Regions from separate parts of the Ovis aries genome. Here region 1 is linked to region 2. A link is a contact called in public Hi-C data. All regions are on one chromosome and are shown on one strand. Each heading gives the region's core, a stretch centred on a gene start, on an enhancer-like site or on the middle of the called end of the contact. The rest is flanking DNA. Distances are from core to core; before and after follow the strand shown. Region 1 overlaps RIN3 (Ras and Rab interactor 3). Region 2 overlaps SLC24A4 (solute carrier family 24 member 4).

Evidence for each region. Hi-C and Micro-C count contacts between places; a contact is called where the count stands out from the background.
Region 1: a contact with region 2 is called in a Hi-C map of hypothalamus, with 2.3 times the contacts expected there. The contact joins two enhancer-like sites. A contact is called at or near these places in 6 of 16 Hi-C or Micro-C datasets (blood, hypothalamus, muscle and 3 more).

The regions. Positions count from the first base shown.
Region 1 is chr18:55,131,515-55,137,693 of ARS-UI_Ramb_v3.0, reverse strand. All of the region lies in intron 3 of RIN3 (Ras and Rab interactor 3), which reads right to left. Among named protein-coding and RNA genes, the nearest start is that of TRNAY-GUA, 59 kb to the left of the region's middle. Within about 2 kb of position 3,228, at least 17 of the 54 cell types and tissues checked have an H3K27ac peak or open chromatin away from gene starts, as enhancers often do. A contact at or near this core is called in hypothalamus, where this site is marked.
Region 2 is chr18:54,969,773-54,976,428 of ARS-UI_Ramb_v3.0, reverse strand. It overlaps SLC24A4 (solute carrier family 24 member 4), which reads right to left. Exons shown (of 17, transcript XM_004017956.5): 7 at 6,062-6,136; 8 at 3,292-3,317; 9 at 742-795. Among named protein-coding and RNA genes, the nearest start is that of TRNAY-GUA, 44 kb to the left of the region's middle. Within about 2 kb of position 4,023, at least 11 of the 54 cell types and tissues checked have an H3K27ac peak or open chromatin away from gene starts, as enhancers often do. A contact at or near this core is called in hypothalamus, where this site is marked.

The DNA.
Region 1 (6,179 bases), core at 1,979-4,478, 160 kb before region 2:
GGAGGAAATGGCAACCCACTCCAGTATTCCTGCCTAGAAAAGTCCATGGACAGAGAAGCCTGGCAGGCTACAGTCCATGTGTTTGTAAAGAGCCAGACACACTGACTGATGGAGCATGCACATAGCACGCACAGTCACTCTACATGTTTAAGAAACCGGTGGAGTGTTTTTCAAAGCAATTGCACCACTTAACATTTCCACTCGCGATGTTTAAGCTTCTCCACAGGCGTTCATTCCCTGGTGGTCCAGTGGTCAAGAATCCACCTGCCAATGCAGGGGACATAGATTCTATCCCTGGCCCAGGAAGTTTCCACATGGCTCAGGGCAACTAAGCCTGTATGCCACAACTACGGAGCCCCCGAGCTGCAACTAGTAAAGCCCACACGCCCTAGAGTCTGTGCTCGCAACAAGAGAAGCCATCGCAATGAGAAGCCCACGCACTTCAACTAGAGAGTAGCCCCCACTTGTTGCAACCATAGAAGGCCCATGAACAGCAATGAAGACCCGGTGCAGACAAAAATAAACACATAATGTTTGTTTAGATTTATTTAAACAAAGTTTAAAATTAAAATTTATTTAAATTTAAAAAATAAGTTTAAACATTTTTTTAATTTAAAATGTTTTAAAAATAAATTTAAATTTAAAAAATAAGTTTCTCCACACCTTTGCTAGTACTTTTTCTGTTACTGATTAGAATCATCTTAGCAGGTGTGAAATGATATCTCACTGTTTTTGTTTTTTACTTATTTTGTATTGGGGTATATAGCTGACTAACAATGTGATAGTTTCAGGTGAACAGAGAAGGGAACTCAGCCATACATATACACATATCCCTCACTGTGGTTTTGATTTGCATTTCCGCAAGGATTCATGACGTCAAGCATATTTTCATGGGTTTATTGGCTATTTGCATATGGAATTTGGAAAAATGTCTATTCAGATCCTTTGCTCATTTTTATTTGGGTTACTTGTTCCTTATTGTTGAGTTTTGAGAGTTCTTATCTGATCTAGATACAAAGCCTTTGTCAGATGTGTGATTTGCAAATATTTTCTCCCAGTTGTAACTTGTCTTTTCATCCTTGAACAGGGTCTTTCAAATATTTATTTGAGTGAAAAAAAAAAAGAATACTGTCCAAATCTGTGAAATAGTAGGCACTCATATGGTGTCACATAAATAATTCAATAGTTATATGTCCACCTGCTTTAATGAGCTCGCAACTCGTCTTCGCATTTGGTAGTATCTACTGTTATAATTAGGGCCTCCCTGGTGGCTCGGTGGTAAAGAACCCACCTGCCAATGCAGGAGACGCGGGTTCAATCCCTGGGTCAGGAAGATTCCCTGGAGAAGGAAGTGGGAACTCGCTTCAGTATTCTTGCCCGGGAAATCCCGTGGACAGAGGAGCCTGACAGGCTATAGTCCAGAGGGTCACAAAGATTCGGATACAAGTCAGCAATTTAACCACCACCACAAATTATTATAATTAAGGTATGAGGGGGTCTTTAACCAGCTATTATTCTTCTCTAGACCAAAGTCCCTGGTGCCATCTTACTCTTAAGTTCCTGTGCAAGCATTTGCTTCATAGTTGGTCCAAAGGTAAACCTCAGCCACACCTGGCTTAATTTTACCACACGCTCCCAGTGACTAAGGTGAATGAAACTGACAAGTGAGAACCCCTTCTCCAGCATGTTCTTTTTAAAAAGAGATGGCTGTTGGCAGGTGCCTTGTTTAGAGTCTGATTCGTCTTTACTGGAGAGTAAAGGTGAGCATCTGTTCACTTAAGCTTTACCCTGGGCTCTGATGAGGAAAAGATCATCATCACAAAAAGAATGAATATACACCTTGCCAAGGTTATTAACACTGTGAAATGTACAGATTACTCAGGAAATGTAAACTGTCTTCCCTGTTGGCAGATGGCCTTGTCAACCTAAGAGATCTCTGTTCAAACACATTCCTTTTGACAACAGGAGTCGTTAATAAATTTCCAGGTATGACCCTCATTGGAAGGGCTGAGTCCGAGTTACTCTTCAGCTAGGACATTATGTATTCAACCATTGACAAATATTTATCATGCTCGCACTCTGTAGAAATCAGGGGAAATAGATTTAGAAATTGAGAGGATGCCTGGCAGTGAGCAGGGTGATGGGGAATTTGCCAATGGTTTAGGCCACAGGACTTATCTGAAACTCCCTCCTGAGGGGGAGAGGTTCAATACAGCCAGCTCATTCTTTTTTGAAGATTGCAAATGTGGTTGGGTAAGGGTGGGAGGGATATTCATTGATTTTTATCTAAGAAAAAGCCCTGTAGGTATCAAGGCCTCAGTGGCTGGGGGAATCTGGGTGGGCCCGGGAAGTGGCCCCCACCTCAAAGACTTCTGTGACACTGCAGAGCCTACCTTCTCTGAAATCTAACACCTGAAAGGGTTGCCAGACAGATTCTAATAGATTCTGATCCTGCTTCCTGAAAGGGATCCTAGATCTCCAAGCTGGGTCCAATAAAAAGCCAACATGACCAGAGGCTGGGGAGTGGTTCTAATTGGAACAGGAAGGTGGGGGGGGTGCGGGGGGGAGCGGGTCACCTGCTGTGACCATGCCCACATTCTTTCAGGTGTCCCTCCCACCCCCATCAGCGCCTTCCCCAGCTGGAAGTTCACACAGTTGCCTTCTGGCTAGAGGGACCTCTGCTGCCCAGCAACCCCACGGTTGCCATGGGAACCATGAGCTAGACAGTACGTGACAGAGGAGGAAAAAGACTATTTCATACTATCATCAGGCCCAATCTTCTTTGTTAGCTGAGAACTCCTTGCCCTGTTCCCAGGGGTGGAACTAAGGAGAGTGGCAATTTCTCTGGCATCCAGAGGACCTTGTGGTTCCAGGCCCAGCTTCAGCACCACTTGCTTCCAGATGCTGCCGCAGTGCATCTGGGTCACCCATGAAGCTAGAGAACGGCCCTGTCCCCTCCAGAAGGAAGGGGCTGTTGGACTAGGGCTGCCGGAAGCTCTGGCTCCAGCAGAGGGCAGAGCTGTCCAGAGAAGCGAGAACAAACAGTCCTGTGCCGGGCGGCTGATCTCCTGTGGTCTGAGCAGATTCAATGCCCGATAGACAAGGACGGAAGCACAGAGTGGGGCAAATGCCTGTTCCACTCCAGAAAAAGCCCAAACCCCTACGGTACTGACCAGGCCTGAGCTCCTGGTTCCACCCACCATGGGCCCAGAGACCAAAGCCTTCGAGTCTCTGAAACTTGCTTTCTCTAACAGCCAAGGGAAGATTTGAGTAACCGAGGCCCTCCCAGGCCCTGCACCTGCTGTGCAGAGGCTAAGTGGCGGTAACGCGCAGATAGGCCGTGAGTGAAGACTAGCAGCCTCTCCCCCACAGGTAACACAGAGGTCTGGGAGGTCTAGGGGGGAGTAGGTGGGAGGCAAGTTAAGGCTCAGGGACCTGGGAGAGGACACTGATCAGCAAATGTGCCCCAAACTGTTTCCTTTCTGTCTCCCTGGCTGTTACTGATGGTCCAGGGTGGGCATCTTGGCCCCTGGTTCACTAGCTGGCCCTGGAGTCCTTTCACTCGTCTATTCACCGGCCTGCCCTCTGTAAAGTCCTAAGCAACCCTGAAGCCTCAGTGTAAGATCATCGTTTCTGAGCCCTCAGTCTCCCCCATCAAATATGGACTCCCAGGGCAGGACGAGATGCAGGGCACAGCAAGCCGTTGCCCAGTGCACCTTTAACTAGAGGCAGTGGGAAAGGGACAGGGGAGGACCCAGCAGCCATGGCCGGGGGTCCAAGCAGGGGCCATTTCCACATGCTCCCAGTGACCCCTTGCAGGGTCTGGCTAGGGAGCAAAGAAGGGCCTCTTCCTCCAGGTGGCTGCAGCCCTGCAGAAAACTACACAACCGGACAAGCAGAACACCAGCTGGATTTAATCCTACCAGGCACTTTTGGGCAGTGCACAAGCTGGGCAACTGTCCATGGCAGCCCTGGGTATGAGTCACAGCCATCTTTGCTGGCTGTTCTTGGCATAAGGAGCCATCTCCTCTTGATTTCATCTTAAGAATTTTAGGGTGAAAAAGGCACCAATGCCTTCTTACTTAGTTCTCTACCAGACCCCTAGTTTGCTCAGACTAGATCCAAGTACCTGTAAGTTTGCCTCTCAATGGATGGGGAACCACTGAAGGCCAGAACAGAAGGGCTCTTAGAGACAGCTCTTGTCTAACCTCCCTCATCGCACAGACAGGGAAACAGAAGTCCAGAGAAGGCACATTATCATCTGATGAGAGAGGGTTAGCCTGGGTGTTTCCTAGAGTTCGATTCGGACACTCTCTGGACTCTAGATTCTAAGCCTGGACTGGTGCTGTTCTGCCTCCTTCTCCCAACTTCACAGTGTGGGTTTTGTCCAGATTTGAGCTTCCTGATTAGTAATAGAGGGTTATCATTTTCAAAGTTTTAATAACAATAACATCATCTACTATTTACCACATGCCTATTATGTGCTAGCCTCTGTATTTCTAACTATCATAACTCCACTATTTTCATATTATAAGCAAATTAAGCCAAGGCTCAGAGAGCTTAAGTAACTGGACTGAGGGCACAGCCCCAGTCATGATGACCAGCTGTCATCAGCCCCAGGAGCCTGGTGTATGAGACACCTTTTGCTCAGCAGAAGTGATATATGGCAGGGTGGAGGGGCATGCCAGGGCTTCATACCTACACTGAGTGTGCCGACTTCACCCATCAGCTAGCAGGGACACCTTCCCATGGACCACACATCCCCACCTCTGTCACTCGGCCGGCCCTGGGTTCCCCTCGGAGACGGCTTCCTGGGCAGAACAAGCTCCTCTCCCTCTGGCCCAGCACTGGACACACACTCCGCTTGAGAGCGCGATTTCCCCACACCACGATGTGTTCACGGGCCTGACGCTGGCCCAAAGCTTCTGGAAAGCGAGGGACGGGCCTTCCTTCTTTCCCAGATCCAGGGCTTGGCCGGGATCACACCATATGCTTTATGGGCCCTGCCATTATTGAAAGCATTTCCTCTGAATCCACGTTGGCAGCCATCTCCACAGCCACTGCCACCACACCGTCCAAACTGTAATAAAAACTGCCTTTTTCTTGGACAGTACACTTCCGTTTTTAACAACCGCGTCGATGAGTATTTAAGTGTGGGAAAAGGAACGCAGAACGAGCTGTCACAGTGCAGATGGGACTTTGCCAGAGAACTATTTATAGGTTCAGACGCCAAAACAGAAGGGGAGACGGTGGACAGATGTGCGAACTGTCAAGTGTCAGGGAAGACTAAATGAAGAGTAAAGCCATAGGGAGGCGTTGGGGGAGAAGGAACGGGGGAGGGGTGGGGGGAGACACTGAGCAGAGGCTGACTATCCTGGGGCTTGAGTTATCCACGGGGAAGGAGCTGCAAGGCTGGGAAAGCAATCCGCCAGCTCCTTTGCTCAGGCTGTAGGGGCGGGGGTGGGGGCGTCTTTGCACCTATCATGAAAAGACGCTGCTGTCTCTGGGAACAGAAAAGACTGGAGGAAAAGGACGTGCCCTGGGCACCACTGATGGCAGGACAGCCCCACAGGCCACAGGAAGACCCAGCAAGAAACCACTGTGCCCAGAAAACAACCCAGCTTCAGCTTCAGGAGCTTATAAAGTTCATCCCACCTCAGAGTTTCAGAACTCTTATCTGTGGTCTAGGAGAAAGTGGCTGCCACTTACGAGAACTGTGATACTCAGAGAGGTTAAGTGGCTCACCAAAAGTCACAGAGCTGGGAATTGGTACCAGGATGTGACCAGAAGCGAGACTGACTCAGCCCAGGCTCCCGACCTGTGTGCCAGGCCACTGGCTCTTTGAGAGCCTGCTGTCTCATAGAAATATAATTCAAGTCACGTGTGCAATTTAAATTTTGCCCATACTCATGTTAGTAATAGTAAACAGAAACAAGTGAAATTAATCTCAGTAATGGCCTACTTAACCCAACATATTTAAAACAGCATCATTTCAACAAACTATAAATATAAAAAAATTACTGAGATGCATCACAGTCCTTTTTTTTGCATATGCAGTGTTCAAAATCTGGTGTGTATTTTATACTTACAGCTCATCTCTATTCCAGAGAAGGCGATGGCACCCCACTCCAGTACTCTTGCCTGGAAAATCCCATGGACAGAGGAGTCTGGTAGGCTGC
Region 2 (6,656 bases), core at 2,774-5,273:
ATCAAGCTCTCATCTGCTGCCTGCCTCTAGGAATCTGAGTCTCCTCAGCACCTCACAGAAGTGGAATGGCCCAGTATTTGTCCTTTTGTGACCTGACTCCTTTCACTCAGTATAATGCCTTCAAGGTTCCTCCGCATCACGGCATGAGTCATACTTTCCTTTTTATGACTGAATGCTACTCATCCTGGGTAGTTCTGAGATGATTCTGACCGGGGTAAGCTTCCAGAGGGCCTCATGGGTGCAGACCCTGGGTGGAGGGTGTGCACCCACGGTCTGCACCTTTAGAACTGCCTGTGGTACCCTCTGCAGCTGTGCAACGGTGACAGCCTCCAGAGGCGGCATTTTATGAGTCTGGAGAGATTGGAGCTGCCTGGCTCTTTTGAAAGAGTGGCATTAAAGTATCAGGGGATTTATAGAGACAGCAAGCAAGAGCAGTCACCCTGCGGCCAAGGCTGTGGAACAGGGTGGGAGAGAGGTCCTTGACTATTACTCATTCGGGGAGTGGCCTCAGCCTCCTGCCACCAGCCGCCCACCCTGGCCCAAGTGCGGACGGTACCGTACTACAGAGTCTGAATATCTCTCTCCCACCTTGGCTGCCCCAGCAGGGTGTCCCCTGGAGAAACAGGGTGGCCAAAACTGACCGAAAGGGCTGACCAAGGTTTTCTTCTGCCTCTGACGAAAGGCTGCAGCGGGGTGTGGAACCAGGGGTGAGACAGCCCAGGAGAGGAGAAGGGTACTTACTTCATGATCAGGATGTAAAACACGTACAAGATGATGAGCACCAGGCCTTCCCACCTCAGAGAGAGAAAGGAGGCTGGTTAGAACGGGGGAAGCCCGCGGCTGCGGCTCGGTGTGCCCGGCACGGCGGGTGGGGCACCGTGGGGTGTCCTGTCACCTTCCCTGACCCAGGACCCAGGCCAGCGGACGAGCCGCCCAGCCCGCATCTGTCCTGCCATCTGGCACTCGCTTGGCAACAGAGAAGGCTGGGCTGGGGTCTTCTCAACTACAGGGGCTCTGCAGGACTCAGGAGGAGCTCCTCCAGCTACCTAGAAAAGGGAGGAACCACCTCATCCCAGGGCTTCCCTGCTAGCTCAGCTGGTAAAGAATCTGCCTGCAATGCAGGAGACCCTGGTTCAATTCCTGGGTCAGGAAGATCCTCTGGAAAAGGGATACCACTCCAGTATTAATACCCACTCCAGTATTCTTGGGCTTCCCTGGTGGCTCAGATGGTAAAGAATCCACCCGCAATATGGGAGACATGGGTTCGATTCCTGGGTTGGGAAGATGCCCTGGAGAAGGGAAAGGCAACCCACTCCAGTATTCTTGCCTGGAGAATCCCTATGTGCAGAAAAGCCTGGGGGGCTATAGTTCATGGGGTCACAAAGAGTCAGACATGACTGAGTGACTAAGCACAGCACCTCATCCCAGGGAAGGGAGGGGAGTTTCCAGGGGTCATGCAGACTTGACCCTAAAGGGCCCTGCGGTCACGCGAGATTCTGGCCAGAGACCAGAGGAGCTGGGGGTGCAGGTGGGAAGGTGCCCTAAGAACTGCCTGAAGAGACAGGCCGGGCACAGTAGCCTCTTGGGTAGAACACGAGGTGGGGGCCGGTGGGGTGGAGGTCTTTCTGGGGTACACTCTTCCTGTCCTGCAGAAGCAGCATCCAACTCCACACGTGGTAGGGATTTCTGTAGTTCAGAACACAAGCCTCTGGGCAGTCCCATGGCTTAACTTGTTGGGTCATCTGAGGAATGTGTCCTGAAGACCTACTAAGTGCCCAACATGAGCTGTAGTCATTTTGGGGAGCTCTTCCTCTGCTGACAGAGTCCAGAGCCCAGCAGAGTGACAAAGGGGTTTGTCGATGATCTGACCACCGCCTCAGAACTCCGTCTACAGGTGAGGAAGAGGAGACCCAGAGGAAAGAGACTTTCTGGCTCACAGGTGGGGTAGAACCAGCATGCTCTGGTCCCCAAGCATGCAGCTGCTCATGAATACATTCCCACAAATAGTCACATGCAGGATACAGGTCTCAATCACTGTCAACGAAGAGAATGTTTTTACGGCTTGTGGAAGGTATTGGGTTGGCCAAAAAGTTTGCTCGGGTTTTTACCATAACATATTATGGAAAATACGATGTGATGGTGAAGCTCCAATACTTTGGCCACCTGATGCGAACAGCTAACTCATTGGAAGAGACGCTGATGCTGGGGAAAATGGAGGGCAAGAGGTGAAGGGGGCGACGGGATGAGATGGCTGGATGGCATCACTGACTCAATGGACATGAGTTTGAGAAAACTCAGGGAGATAGTGATGGACAGATAAGCCTGGCGTGCTATAGTCCATGGGGTTGCAAAGAGTCAGACATGACTTAGTGACTGAACAATAACAACAACATCATGGGGGAATCTGAATGAACTTTTTGGCCAACCCAATGCATTCATGCCTTAAAGGTTAGAGTGGAAATATCAACCTTCTCTTTAGAAGTTTGTGCCTTTTGTATCTTAATTAAGAAATCATGTCCAACCTCTGTGTCATAAAGATGAGTTTTATATTCTACCCTAAAACTCTTTAATTTTGCTTTTTGCAGCAAAATCTTGAATTCATCTGGGATTTATTCTTACATTAGGTGTGAGGGATTCTACATGGATTCCTTGTTTTTGCAGCATCTGAGGCTGCCCCCTTCCCCATCCCCATCTCTCTGCCTTGTCCTGATGCCCCATCCCAGAACTGGGCCCATTACTGCATTCTCGGTTCCATATTCCATATTGGCCCATGTTTATTCCTGTGCAATACATCATACTGTTTTCATTATTTTAGCTTTATAAAATATCTTGCTATCTAGCAGGGTGGGAATATTAAGGAAAACAATCTGTCACTGAAAGGATAGATAAAAGTATGACTGCTTAGAATGATACCCTTTTTGGGATGTCCCTGGTGGCCCAGTGGTTAAGAAGTCACCTTCCAATGCAGCGGATGTAGATTCCATCCATTGTTGGGGAACTAAGATCCCACATATCACAGGCAATTCAGCCCATGCACCACAACTAGAGAGCCCATGCACTCTGGGGCCACGCCACAAGTAGAGAGAAGCCTGCGCCCTGCAAGGAAGATTCTGTATACTGCAACTAAGACTCTATACAGCCAAGAATAAATAAATATTACAAAAGAATGATAGCCTTTTCTAATTTCACAAGTTCTTATGTTTGTAAAATTAATTTTTAAAAAGATGCAGTGAACCCAACAAACAAGGATACTACTGAAAAATGAAAAAGAAACAAATGTTTAAAACTTACCACACAATTTCTTCATCATATATGAACTGGGAAGGCAAAAGAAACAAGAATGGGGGGACAGATTTACTCCAAAAGAAGAACAAACAAGGCCCCTAAGTACCGTGAGGTGACACACACCAGCTTGCTCTGATTTTCACAGAAAGCTGGCACCTCTCTTTGGGTATGGGTTTCTCAAACGTAGAAGTGACCCTTCCTTAGTGGAAACCTTGGTCTGCAGATGCTGCAGGATGAGGCCTAGTGTGGGTCTCCAAAGAGAACTGGTCTGGCCTTCTGATAATCCAAGTAGCCATGGGGGCCCATCTGCAGGGGTCTGCCCTCATTAATGGAATAAGGTTGCTGAAATCAAGAATCTTAAAAACTGAAAAGGTATCTCTGTATGTATGTTTGCGCTTGCATATCTATCTATCTTTCTATTTATCTATCTATCTATTCCTCCCTCCATCTTTGGTACTTCTGTGTGGAGTAGGATGGGGTAGGGTGGGGTAGGTGGGGAGGAAAGGGTGTCATTGTCTTAAAATAAAGAATAAGCCCTTTGGAAGCTCTGAGGACAAAGGACCCACTTGTACCACTTGAAGGGAGGCCAAGGGTGATGGTGAGGTTGCCACAGCTTCATAAGAGGGCACTGACATTGCCCAACAACTCCACCCAGCATCCCCTATGTGGGATGCAGACAAATGATGCCTTTGTGGTGCTGGGAGGCATCCTGTGACTGCCCCAGCCAGGCCCAGTGCACACAGGAGGGGGTTATGCCCACCAATCAGATCTTGGAGACATCGGGGTCCCTACACACAAGGCCAGGACAGGCCACGGGCTGCAGTCTGGATTTGGGCCCACTGCACCCTCTGCTGGTTGTCAGGCAGGCAGCACACACAGGATCTGCTTTGGGAGGCCACTCGGACAGGGTCATCCTGGCTGGGCACAGCTGAGGCTCCCCAGTCTCAAGGCTCTGAGGAAGAGGCAGAGGGGAGCCTGGTATCACATCAACAGAGGGGAGCCTGGTATCACCATCTGGGGAACTTGGGGGACATGTATGGGGACAGTGTCAGTTTTTTATGACCCAGTGGAAGGCTACTGGCATTTAGAGGGTGAAGACCAAGCACATCAGTCAATCTCGAACATGTAAAATCTTTCTCCCAGAGGAGTTATCCATATTTGACACACATCTTAAATGTCCTGCTAGCTATTTAAGCCAGCAGCAAAAAAAATGACCTGAGCTTTGAACTTAACTCCATTTTATAAATCAAAGTATTTTTACACAGTTTTAATAAATACTTAATTTTCTAGTGAGTTAGCTATCACACAAGTGGAGAGGGATGACTGTACTTGGCTCAGTTTAGGATTTTATCAGAAGTCATTCACAGTTTCAGAAAATCCCATCATCAATGTCAACACCATTCACAGGGTGGCCAGTCCAGCATATTAGCCTGCACTGGCACCCATAGGGCCTGCAGACTTCCTGTATGAGGTCAACAGATTATATCACTCAGCATTCCAGCATCTTCCTGCCCAAATAGTTACACACTAGATGTATTCTTTTATTATGAATTACTTTTGTCTTTTATGATATGCTTTTGGGCATTATGCTGATTTGGTAAAATTGTATATAGGTAAATTGTTTTACCTCTAACTTTCATTTTTGGGGGTGTGGTGGGCAGTCTCCCTTGTATATGTGGCCTGATCTTAGGGATCTTCTCCTAACAGAATATGGCAAAAGTGATGGCTGTCACGTCCGAGATTCGGTTACAAACAGACAGTGGCTTCCATCTTGGCACCTCCTCGCCCTTGCTGGGAGGGGAAGCAGTCCCCAGTGATGTGAGCTGTTCTATGGACAAGCCTTAGGCCTGCCCACTGCCTCACGAGGGATCTTAAAAGCAGATTGTTGCCCAGGGGAGCCTTGACATAACTCTATTCTGGCTGGTGAGTACACCGATGAGACATCCTCAGCCAGAGGGCTTGGCTAAGCCACTCCCAGATTTGATCCATAGAAAAAGGGGGCAATAAATGTTTGCTGTCTTAAGCTGCTGAGTGTTGAGGGAAATTTGTTACATGGCAATAGCTAACTAATACAAAGATCATGGTTATCAAATCCAGTTGGCTCTAGATGTCCTTAGGGGGAGAACTATTCCAGAATACATTTCATACTCTGAGATCTCGGCATGCCACACGCATCTGCCCTCTTGATATGACCTGCCCTCATGCAGTCACTTGAAAGCTCCTCTTGGATGGAAACTGCTCCCCTGTGGACGGCATGGTCCTCGGCAGTAACCTGCATCATGGGCTTCACTGCTGTATCGCTGTCACATGTTATGCATGATGTCACCCCAGCCCTCAGTGGTCCCTGTTTCAGGCCCTCTGCCTTTTCTGCACACATCCTTGCTCCCAGCTGCCTACCCTGAGGGCTCCCAGCTGGTCTCTCTCTTCCCAGCTCTGTAGTGAGCTAGGAAACCAGAAACTGTGCTCCTTAGGAAACTGGCTCTAAGTGAGGGTCTCGAGGCCTCTGATGAGCACGTTCTTAACCTTAACTGCATCAACCACATAACGCCTGCTTTAGTTTTTTCAAGGCCTTTCTGCCCTCAAGGTGGTACCTGGATGTGCTTGATAACCAAGGCATCAGGTATGAGGTTTTCGGGACAGGGAAGCACCGTGGAGGGGAATAGGTCAACACGACCACAGTGAGTGGCCAGCACACCCCAGGGTGGGATGCCGTGGGTTCTCTGGTCCTAGTGCCAGGGACAGGACAGTGGGGCGGGGGGAGGGCGCGTTAACTCACGGCAATGAGCACGATGACAGACAGGGTGTAGTACACGGAGTCTCGGCACACGGCCCACCATGTCAGACGGACCACCTGCCGAGCAAAGGGCCATTAGCGTCACCAGCTGGGGAGACGGGGTATGGGGGACACAGCTGGGGGGGTGTCCCATTGCCCCCAGACCCCTGCAGCTGCAGACACATGCCCTCGGAGCTCATCTTAACTGTCCACCAGGACCACAGCGTGTCTGGCTGCTCCAGGCACCTCACTCTCTTGGTCATATTTGGGGACAGAGGACAGTGGGTTCGCATTCATAAGTAATGACAAAGCTGCCCCCTGCTCCTTCACGGTGACCATGTGGCACGTATCCCAGGACAAGCCATGTGGCCGGGGAGGCCAGAGACACTCACTCTTCTCTCAGCACTAGAACTTTCTGGGGGTGACTGGCCACCTCCTTCTACCTCCCTTGGCCAGAAAGAGCTTTCCATGAGCCCGACTCTCTGAGGTCAAGTCTAATGTCCCCCTGTGGCTCCAAGGATCAGGAAGATGTGCTGGGAAATCAGCAAGCCAGCTTCACGCACCCACAGGGAGGCAGAAGACAGGCCCCAAGTAAGTC